Linked DNA regions of Mus musculus: region 1 is linked to region 2. A link is a contact called in public HiChIP or PLAC-seq data. All regions are on one chromosome and are shown on one strand. Each heading gives the region's core, a stretch centred on a gene start, on an enhancer-like site or on the middle of the called end of the contact. The rest is flanking DNA. Distances are from core to core; before and after follow the strand shown. Region 1 has its middle 13 kb from the start of Cemip. Region 2 holds the start of Mesd (mesoderm development LRP chaperone).

The links. HiChIP or PLAC-seq counts read pairs in DNA pulled down with a chosen protein or histone mark.
Region 1: a FOXA1 HiChIP or PLAC-seq map of pancreatic cancer cells shows a contact between it and region 2. The contact joins the enhancer-like site here to the promoter of Mesd in region 2. A contact is called at or near these places in 2 of 484 Hi-C or Micro-C datasets (the NIH/3T3 cell line and embryonic stem cells), 9 of 115 datasets of contacts at active chromatin or transcription factors (the 230-238 cell line, embryonic stem cells, epiblast stem cells and 5 more) and 2 of 9 other capture datasets (liver and pancreatic islet).

The regions. Positions count from the first base shown.
Region 1 is chr7:84,097,379-84,102,233 of GRCm38.p6, forward strand. No RefSeq gene overlaps it. Among named protein-coding and RNA genes, the nearest start is that of Cemip, 13 kb to the left of the region's middle. Within about 2 kb of position 3,228, at least 6 of the 459 cell types and tissues checked have an H3K27ac peak or open chromatin away from gene starts, as enhancers often do. A contact at or near this core is called in pancreatic cancer cells, where this site is marked.
Region 2 is chr7:83,890,706-83,895,835 of GRCm38.p6, forward strand. It overlaps Mesd (mesoderm development LRP chaperone), which reads left to right and starts at 1,561. Exons shown (of 3, transcript NM_023403.4): 1 at 1,561-1,770; 2 at 4,825-5,057. The coding sequence starts at 1,585.

The DNA.
Region 1 (4,855 bases), core at 1,978-4,477, 210 kb after region 2:
TTTAAAGCCTTCTTGTGCTGAAATAAGCAAATCAACATATTACTTCTCTCCATCAGCCTTTATTATGTTACCTCCTTTAAACAACAAAACTTCAAAAGCCGTTTCTGAAGGAAGCACTTATTAGATAGGTTCCTCCCGACATCAGCCCTGGACTCCTTGAAAGTGCAGCTGTCCTTTCCAATAACCAACAAACTTGCTGACTTTGCTTCACTCTGACTTGACCTAAAATTCTTTTCTGTGGGTTCTCAAGGCACCAGGTGGATCTGAGTCCCCGAGGTGAGGCTCTGGAGGGCTTTTCAGACTCCGTGATGGCAAGGCTGCTGGAGGTGACAGTGTGATATTTTCCATCTACATACTGTGGTCAGAGAAGTGGGTTCTAGGATGCTGCAGTTACTTCTTCCTCCTATCCTCTTTATCATCCCATCTTCTCTCTTGGAATTGTGGTCCATCTCATTCATACTAGGGAATTCCCAGACCAAGTACTTCAAAGGACTTGCCTAGGTTAGTGATTCTGCTGGGGAAGGTCCATCTCGCTTCAAACTCTCCCCTCAAAGAAGATACGAAGCAGGTTATTCTTAAGCCACATGTAAGTGACTGTGGCCCAAGAACAGAGATTCGGGCTGCCTACCATGTCATGTTCTAATGTTCAAAGAGTGTAATGTAGTTTTATAGTTACAGAACAAAACAAAACTGTAGTCAGGATACTTTTCAAATGCCATGGCAGGAACATCCAAGAGGTGGGTTAGAGCAAAGCCGGAAGCTCTCTGCCACTGCTCCCAGATGCTGTCTGAAGACATTCTTAGCTTTCAGATAGATGGAAGATAGTGCTATTCTAAGTTGCTTACCAAAGGAAGAACACCACAGAGAGGTTAAAAAGCATGCCTTCCACAGACAGCTGGCTGCAGGGTGGGGACTGAAATGCTAATTGAGGTAACAGACTGCATACACACCTGTCAATCCACTGCTCTGTCCTCAGATGCTAAAAGATGGGATGCCTTCCTCTCTTCCCAGTGTTCTGTTCATTGTGCATATCACACTCAACATTGGATTTTGATTTTTCCATTGTTTATTATCATTTTTCTATCAGAATAAGATCCAAAAGAATGTGTAAATTGTTCATCGCTTGTACTGGCTGGTTTTGTGTGTCAACTTGACACAGCTGGAGTGATCACAGAGAAAGGAGCCTCCCTTGAGGAAATGTCTCCATGAGATCCAGCTGTAAGGCATTTTCTCTTTTGTTTTGGGTTTTGTTTTGTTTGTTTGTTTGTTTGTTTTCGAGACAGGGTTTCTCTGTGTAGTCCTGGCTGTTCTGGAACTCACTCTGTAGACCAGGCTGGCCTCGAACTCTGCCTCCCAAGTGCTGGGATTAAAGGCGTGCACCACCACGTCTGGCCAAGGCATTTTCTCAATTAATGATCAAGGGTGAGAGGGCCCAGCCCATTGTGGGTGGTGCCATCCCTGGGCTGGTAGTCCTGGGTTCTATAAGAAAGCAGGCTGAGCAAACCAGGGAAGCAAGCCAGTAAGAAACATCCCTCCATGGCCTCTGCATCAGCTCCTGCTTCCTGACCTGCTTGAGTTCCAGTCCTGACTTCCTTTGGTGATGAACAGCTACATGGAAGTGTAAGCTGAATAAACCCTTTCCTCCCCAACTTGCTTCTTGGTCATGATGTTTGTGCAGTAATAGAAACCCTGACTAAGACATCACTGAACCCCCAGAACAAGAGTGTCAGAATGTGTTCTCTGAGTCAGAGGCAAAATGCTGAACCTGGTATGTCAATCACTCTAAGATCTGATTAAAAGATTATATATGGAGTGGGAGAGAAGAAGGCTTAAGAACATTGGCTGCTCTTCTAGAGGATCTGGGTTTGAATCCCAGTGCCCACACAGCCATTCACAAAGCACCTGTAAGTCTAGTTCTAGAGATTCTTATGTCCTCTTCTGACTTCTGGCAGGTAATAATATGCACATGGTGCATAGACAAACATGCAGGCAGAAACACTCATGCATATAAAATAAAAAAATATTTAAAAGACTGTATTATACATTTTCTATACATTAGTTATATGTCAGGTAGTCTTGGTTCTAAGAAACAGCCTGGGGTTTTTACTGAAAGGGGCAGAAGTCACCTCTAAAATGACAGACAACATGTGGCTTGAAGAATACGCCCTTAGTCTCATCAATCTATCCATTGCCTGAGATTTTCTTAAGCTGCTTGAGAACCTGGGGCACAGGAGGGGTCTAAGTGCACCTCACAAGGACCCTTCCTAACCAGGGCCTAGTGTGACAACGGAGACGCCTGAGGCATGGTGCTTGCAAAGAGCATTGTCTTTGATGGACAACTGAGTGAGTATATTTGCATATACTAAATAAAGGAGTTGTACCTAGAGTCAATGAGGAATTACTATGAAAAAAGAATACAGAAGCTACCAGGTGACTAGGCACGGGCCTCAGACAGACAATTTCCCTGTGTACGAAGGGATTTTAGCCAGCTTGAGTGTGGCAAGCATAGCTCTGGCAGGCCTGCCCTTCTCCCTGATTCCCTCTCCCTTGCTAAAATCTGAAGATTACATTCTTGAAGGTAGCCCCCAAAATCCCTATTCCCTTATTTGGCCACTTCCTCCTCCTGAGGCTAACTACCAAGGTTCAGCTCTTTAAGTATTAAAGTCCAGCAATCAAAAGTCTCCTTTGGCTCACCTAGTTAACATGCCAGTTAGAATCAAACACCTCATCCTAACACAGGGTTTCCCCATGTACCCTTACCCTTATAAACTAGCATTTTCCTAATGACCACATCTGTCTCCTCTCTAACCAGAGGCAGTCCTTTGACCCACTTTAGGACAAATGCCCCTTACCCCTCTTTCTTGTTCCCTTCTCCTTCTCTCTCATCCTCTACCTCCTGTCTTTGTCCCTTATCCCTGTCCTCTGTCCCTCTGGGCAAAGACATCTCCTTTGTACTGAGAACTTAGTCTGACAACTTGGTCTTTGGGGTCCTGAGCCCAAAGGATACCTTCCCTCTCAATAGAAAATTGTCAAATGTCCCGTGTGATTTCGAAATATTCTTATCTCTTGAATGATCAGGGATATAATATTTAATATTTAGGCAAAATACACCAAGTCAGATACAAGTGGTGAAGTCTAGAACTCTAATCCAATGTGGAGAGGAGACATTGCACCCTGGCTTTCAAAAATGAGTTGGCATAGTTCTAGTGGGGCTGAAGGCACATCCCTAAGACTCAGCTGTACTCCACCCTTGGCAGTGGACCAATATCATCTGGGAGATTCTATGAAATGTGTAGTCTCAAATCATCATGGATGTACTAAGTCAAAATCTGCATAATGGGAGTGCACATGGAGACGAGGAACCCTTTTTAGGGCAGCTTTTTCACTTTTACATGCCCACCTGGGAATCTGGAGGTATTTTGTTTAAAAGTCCACATGCCCAGAGCAACTGTGATAGTTTGCATATGCTTGGCCCAGGGAGTGGCACTATTAGGAAGTGTGGCCATGTGGGAGTAGGTGAGTCACTGTGGTCGAGAGCTTTAGTACCCCTGTCCTAGCTGCCTGGAAGTCAGTATCTGCTAGCAGCCTTCAGATGAAGATGTAGAACACTCAGCTCCTCCTGCACCATGCCTGTCTGGACACTGCCATGTTCCCACCATGATAATGGATTGAGCCTCCGAACCTGTAAGCCATCCCCAATTAAATGTTGTCCTTACAAGAGTCGCCTCACAGCAGTAAACTCTGAGACTGTAACAAAATCAGAATCTGTGAGGGTGAGGATTCAGGCACCAACATAGTTAAATGCAGCTTGGGAATTTCAACACATTAGTAAGATTAAGGACCATCAGGAAGAAGTCTTAAATCATGAGATGTGCAAAACCTGTTTGTTAAGAAAAAAAACTGGGACTGGAGAGATGGCTCAGCCATTAAAGGCTAGGCTCACAACCAAAAATATAAGAAAAACATGGAATTCAAATGAAATGCCCATTGTTCATCCATAGCATAAATTGGAATATATTCATAGAATAGCAACAAATACTCATGTGCTATAGCTACATGAATTAATAGGGGCTGCAGTCTGGATCTGGAATGCATCCCCAAAGCCCATGTGCTACGTCTAGAAACTTAGCCATTTCTTCTAAATTTCAAATTTATTCAGTGTATGCTTACAGAATAGTCCCCAAGGATCCCCTGGATTTCAGTAGTATCTGTAAAAATGGCTCTTGTTCATCTCATTTCAAGTTCTATTCATGTTAATGACTTGGCCCTCACCTTGGTGCTACCAGGACATATTCAAGACCTTTGAGAGGTGGTGTATAGTGAGAGATTAGGCCACTAAAGGGTGACTTCTAAGGGAATTATGGGACTCCACTGCATTCCTCATCGTTTTCCTGATTTGTCACATACTCCTGTAACGATCTTCCACACCACATAAACAAAAAGCATGGAGCCAATGAATGTGGATTGTAATCTCCAAAGCTAGATCAAAACTAAATTATAACTAAATTGAAATTATTTCTCTTTTGGGGTGGCTTATCTGAGATGTTGTTACAGCAATGGAAAGCTAACTGACACACAATAAAACGTGACTAAAAAATTAATGCAAGGATCAGTGAAACATGAATTGGTTACTTGAAAAGATTAACAAGACTGGTAAGCCCTTGGTGAAACTGACAGAGAGAGAGAGAGAGAGAGAGAGAGAGAGAGAGAGAGAGAGAGAGAGATTAATATAATTTGTGATGAGAGGAACAAGAACAATCACAGAAAATACAACTGAAATTCAAAGATTCATTGGGGAATATTCTGAAAACATGCACTGAATAAACTTGAAATTTTGAAAAAAAACCTAAGTTTC
Region 2 (5,130 bases), core at 311-2,810:
AACAAACAAGACAAAAAACACCCACAAAGCAAAAAACCAAAAACTAAAAAACAGTAAAGGAATGAAACACTCAAGAACCCAAGGCCAGGCGTGGTGGCGCACGCCTTTAATCACAGCACTCAGGAGGCAGAGGCAGGCAGATTTCTGAGTTTGAGGCCAGCCTGGTCTACAAAGTGAGTTCCAGGACAGCCAGGGCTATAAAGAGAAACCCTGTCTCGCAAAAACCAAAAAAAAAAAAAAAAAAAAAAAAAAAAGAACCCAAGTATGCTTAGTAATTAACACAGTATGCTGATATAAACATTGAAAACCCATTCTTGAGATACATTTGTAAATATAGAAATAAATTGTATGCATTATGTGGCACTTTGGGGTCAGTACTTAAGGTATAGTTTTTGAATATTTTCCAACTACACCAAGGTTTCATGTCTTATGATATAATTTGAAATTTTAAAGAAATCAGATCTGCCACTTAAAGCTTAGGAAACTTTAAAGTATCTCTGACCCCAAGTATTTTAATTTTGAAGATCTTAGTGGTCAAAATCTTGTAAAATAGAAAATAAAATTAGGGTGGTTTTGTCCTATAGGTTAAAGCCACAGTGGTAGATGAAAATCAGAAGAGACAGGAACTATTTTAAACAATAAAAATGGTTATCAATTAAATGGGTTTTTTTTTCCAGTTTAATTGACAGTGATATTGAAAGAATGGTGGGTCGAAAATCATCCGTGGAGCAGAATAACAATAGACCCTATAATTACAGTCTTCGAGAAAAGTTGCCCTAGCTGTCCTTAGCTTTTCAGCAGGCGGTTTGTTCTTGCTAGAAATTACTAGGGAGCGTAGTTGAATGTCAACACCCTGAAAAGGGCCTCAGGGTCAAGGTAGTTTGCATATCTTCCAACTCATTCATTTCATAGGCTTCGAGGACTCTGTCACTGAAACCCTGAGGGAACTTTCAGACCCTGGCTAGAGAATGAGAGACAAAAGGGCTGACTTCTAACAAAACCCCCAAATAGTGGAGAAAGCACAGTTGGGCAGGACCCAGCTAGAGTAGATTGTTTGGCCAGGCCAAGGGGCGGAGCTCGCGGGGCGGAGCCTGGCAAGGGGAGGAACCAGGAGGAAGAACCCTTGGTCCCCAGCCAGGTGAGCTCCCAGAGCTATGGGGCGGAGTCTGGTGAGGAGGCGGTACCCTAGGGGCGGAGTCAGGAGACCGTGGCTGAGGGGTGGAGTCAAGTGGTGAAAGGCTCGATGACGGGGAGGAGCCTGAGGTTGGGAGCCCCAAGGGAATGCAGTTGTGGGCGGAGCCAAGGGGGTCGGAGCTACCGGATGAGGTCCGGACAGGAGGAACCAGAACGAGGCGGGGTGCGGTAGGCTACGGACTCCTCGGAGGCGGAGCCATTGGGACTTGAGTCCGCGAGGGTGGGACGGGGTCAAGTACTGGGTTTAGTTCTGCGCAGAACACGCTTAGGGACTGGATTGGAAGGCCGGGGGCGGGGTGGGGGCGAGGCCCCGGCGTCCGGACTCCGCACGCTGTCTGCGCAGGCTCATTGTGCCTTACGCTGGGCAGTCCGTTACGCTAGGCTGCTAACATGGCTGCCTCCAGGTGGCTGCGCGCGGTTCTACTGTTTCTGTGTGCCTCGGACCTTCTGTTGCTCCCTCCTCCTAATGCCTACGCGGCGGACACTCCGGGCGAGGCCACCCCACCTCCACGGAAAAAGAAGGACATCCGCGATTACAACGATGCCGACATGGCGCGACTTCTGGAGCAGTGGGAGGTCTGTGTCGCCTGCACACTTCTGAGCATCTCCCATACAGATCCCTTTTCTCCTAACCCTTACCCTCTCGGACATTTGACCTTCTGACTTTTGTCCCCTGATCCCGCTCGCTGCCCTCTGAGGGTCTTTCTTGAAATGTCTCCCAGTACCCGTTGACTCCCGCGTCTCTCTTCATTCCACCACGGCTCAGGCCTCTCGCCCAGTGTCTTTCGCTATCATGGCTCCTCAGCCACTCCAGTCAGCACTTGGACTCTCACCAGTCAAGCCCTACTTTCCTTGCTATGTCGCAGGGGTCTCTACATTGATCTTGGTGGTTTGTGAGCCGCGAACAGGGAGCGAGCGCTCCTGAAGAGCATTCCCTCCTTCCTCCTCCTGTTCTGGAGTGAATGGGTTCTAAAGGTGGTCTCTCAACTTTTTTTTAGCTTTGATAGAGATCTTTCCAAATATAGAGGGTTTCCGACTTCTTTTGGTGTATATTCCTGCTGGGGCTTTTGTAATTTCTTGGGTGGGTTTATTTTACTGGTAAAGGGAACTAAGGCATATCTCATATGCAACTCAGGTTTTTCATTGATGGGAGTAGTGGACTTGTTTTGTGAGAGGCCGAATTCTGGTCTGTTACTTGATTGCATTTGGGGTATGCAAAAGGTTCTAAGGAGGGATTCCTGATCAAAAGTACACTGCAGCCCTTGATTGTACTGTCGTATTTGATTGGCACAGCTGATGGAAAGGAATCACACACATAGCTATATTCACTGTGTAAGGTTCTCTGCCAGAGAACTTTTCAGAGTTTGTTTCCAATGCTGATTTTTTTTTTAACTTGTGGCTAACTATATTGTTGGAAGGAGGTAAGACTTTTGGGCATACATTTAAAATATCCACCTGTTGGATTTGACTTAAAAAGGGGGGACTCCTGTTGTTGTTCTCTGTACCCAACAGAAGAATTGGAGTAGTGGGGCCATGGTAGTGCAAGGTTGTAATTCCAGCACTTAAGAGACTAGTGGAGGAGGCTAGCCTTAGTTAAACCTGGGCTACATAGTAAATTTCAAACTGGTTTGGGCTCCACTGTGAGATTCTGGAAAGAAAATTTGGAGTAGATTTGAGTGGGTATGACTCCTTTCAATTTCCAACTGTCCTTTTTGGACTCTAGTAAATAATGCCTTTTAACCTGCTAAAGTGAACCTTGCCTTGTGAGAGGCCTAGCCATGGACAGTGCTCAGACCCCGAGGAAGAGGAGGTCACAGAGATGAGCAAGACATCTGTCAGAACAAGGGGGTAGGAAATAACCCTCGTAAACAGAAACAGAAATGGTTGGATCTTATAAAGAGGAAGTGTTGTGTGGGAATGTCAGAGGGCAACAGGGAGCAGGTTTGATTTTAGACAGGACAGGAGAGTATTCTAGTCTATTAGAGAGATGTGTACTGAGCTGAACAGCAGAGACCAACAGAATAACATTCCCTGCATTTAATACAAACACACTTGTGAATGTGGTCTAGTAGAGATCTCTGTGCCTATATATGTACCTCAGCATGCATATGAAGGTCCAAGAACAAGTTGGATGTAGTTGGTCATTTCTTTCCTTCTACCATGTGGGCCCTGGGGATTAAACTCAGGTCATCATATCTGCCAAGGCAAGCGCCTTGCCCACCAAGCCAACTTACCATCCCCTTTGGGGATTATTTATTTCTGTCTGTTGTGTACGTTCTTCCATTTATTAGTTATTCCATTTATTAACTATTTATTGATATTCTACTGATATTCTTTTTCTTTCTTTATGTTAATATGGACTTAGAGAATTATAAATCCTCACTACTATTTTGATGTTCATATTATTCCAGATTTGGCCCTAGAACTGCTTCAGGTTGTTGTCCATGGCATTCTGACTTGTTATATGAGTGATTCTTGCTGAGGCAAAAAAGATATTTAAGGCTTCACTTTTTGTTTTCCATAGGGTGACTAGTCTTTTCTTCAAGAAACCTCTGTCTTAATATTTTTATCTACCCACTCATCCAGGTACCTCTCAAATCAATGTGCCTGCATTTCCAGCCTGTACCCACAGGGTGCTCTCTTCCTGCTTCCATGTGGCATTTTTCCCCAAGTGAGGAATCTGCTATAGTCATCCTTCGCATGTGTACACTTTTGCTCCTTCCTAAAATTCACAGGTGTTTTCAGGATTGCTAGGACACACCACTACATAGAAGAAGTATGGGGGTTGAACATTTGCATGCAGTGAATTGTGGGTTTTAAGGATGCAACATGAGGAGTTTGTTTGTTTTGCTCTGCTGGAAGCAAGGACTCAGGACCCTGGGGTTGCTAGACATGACCTCTGTCTCTGATAACCTACACTTTATTGAAATACAGAACGGAGTGAGTCCTGGGATCACAGACCATCACACCGAAAGGTTCCTTTGTGTTCTTTCTCAGTCAGACCCATCTCATATCCTCCCAGAAGCAATCAGTGTTCTAATTCCTGTCCCCCCACATTATTTTTACTTGTTCTTGATACCTTAAATAAATGGGATTGTATAATATGTCTTTCTTTTATGCCTGGCACCTGTTATTTTAACAAAAGAAAATTGCCTTAGTGGTGTTGGCAATTTACCTCAAGGCCTCATCCTGAATGACATGTACTCTACCACTAAGCCATATCTCCAGGCGTGTTTGTAGGTAAGGTCTTGCTAAATTGCTTAAGTTGGCCTTGAATTCTCACTTTCTCCTTGAGATCACTGGGAGTCACTGAGAGTACAACCCTCAGCCGTTATACTTGTATTTGAGATCTGTTGTATGTGTATTTGATTTTCATTGCTAGGTAGCATCTATAACCACACCAGAATGTGGCTGTTTTTATAATCTAAATTGAGATTAAATTGGGAATAGGAACATTATGGAAACCTATGTGATGCAGGACCCCTAAGTATTGTCAAGGGGGATATCCTTGGACATTTTGTTTGTGTAGTAGTTTGGTGGTGTGCCCCTGCGTCTGACATCCTGGGCAGAACCTGTGCAAGTGCAGAGAGCGTCTCTGATGACAGGTTAATGCTCCCTCTCTCCTGACAGAAAGATGATGACATAGAAGAAGGAGACCTTCCAGAACACAAGAGACCCTCAGCACCTATCGACTTCTCAAAGCTAGACCCAGGCAAACCTGAGAGCATCTTGAAAATGACAAAGAAAGGGAAGACTCTGATGATGTTTGTCACCGTGTCTGGGAACCCCACCGAGAAGGAGACAGAGGAGATCACCAGCCTGTGGCAGGGTAGCCTGTTCAACGCCAACTATGACGTTCAGAGGTAAAGACCCCAAGCTATAGTAGGTCATTTTTGTGGGCATTTGGGGTTTATATTTGATTTTTCACTATAGCTC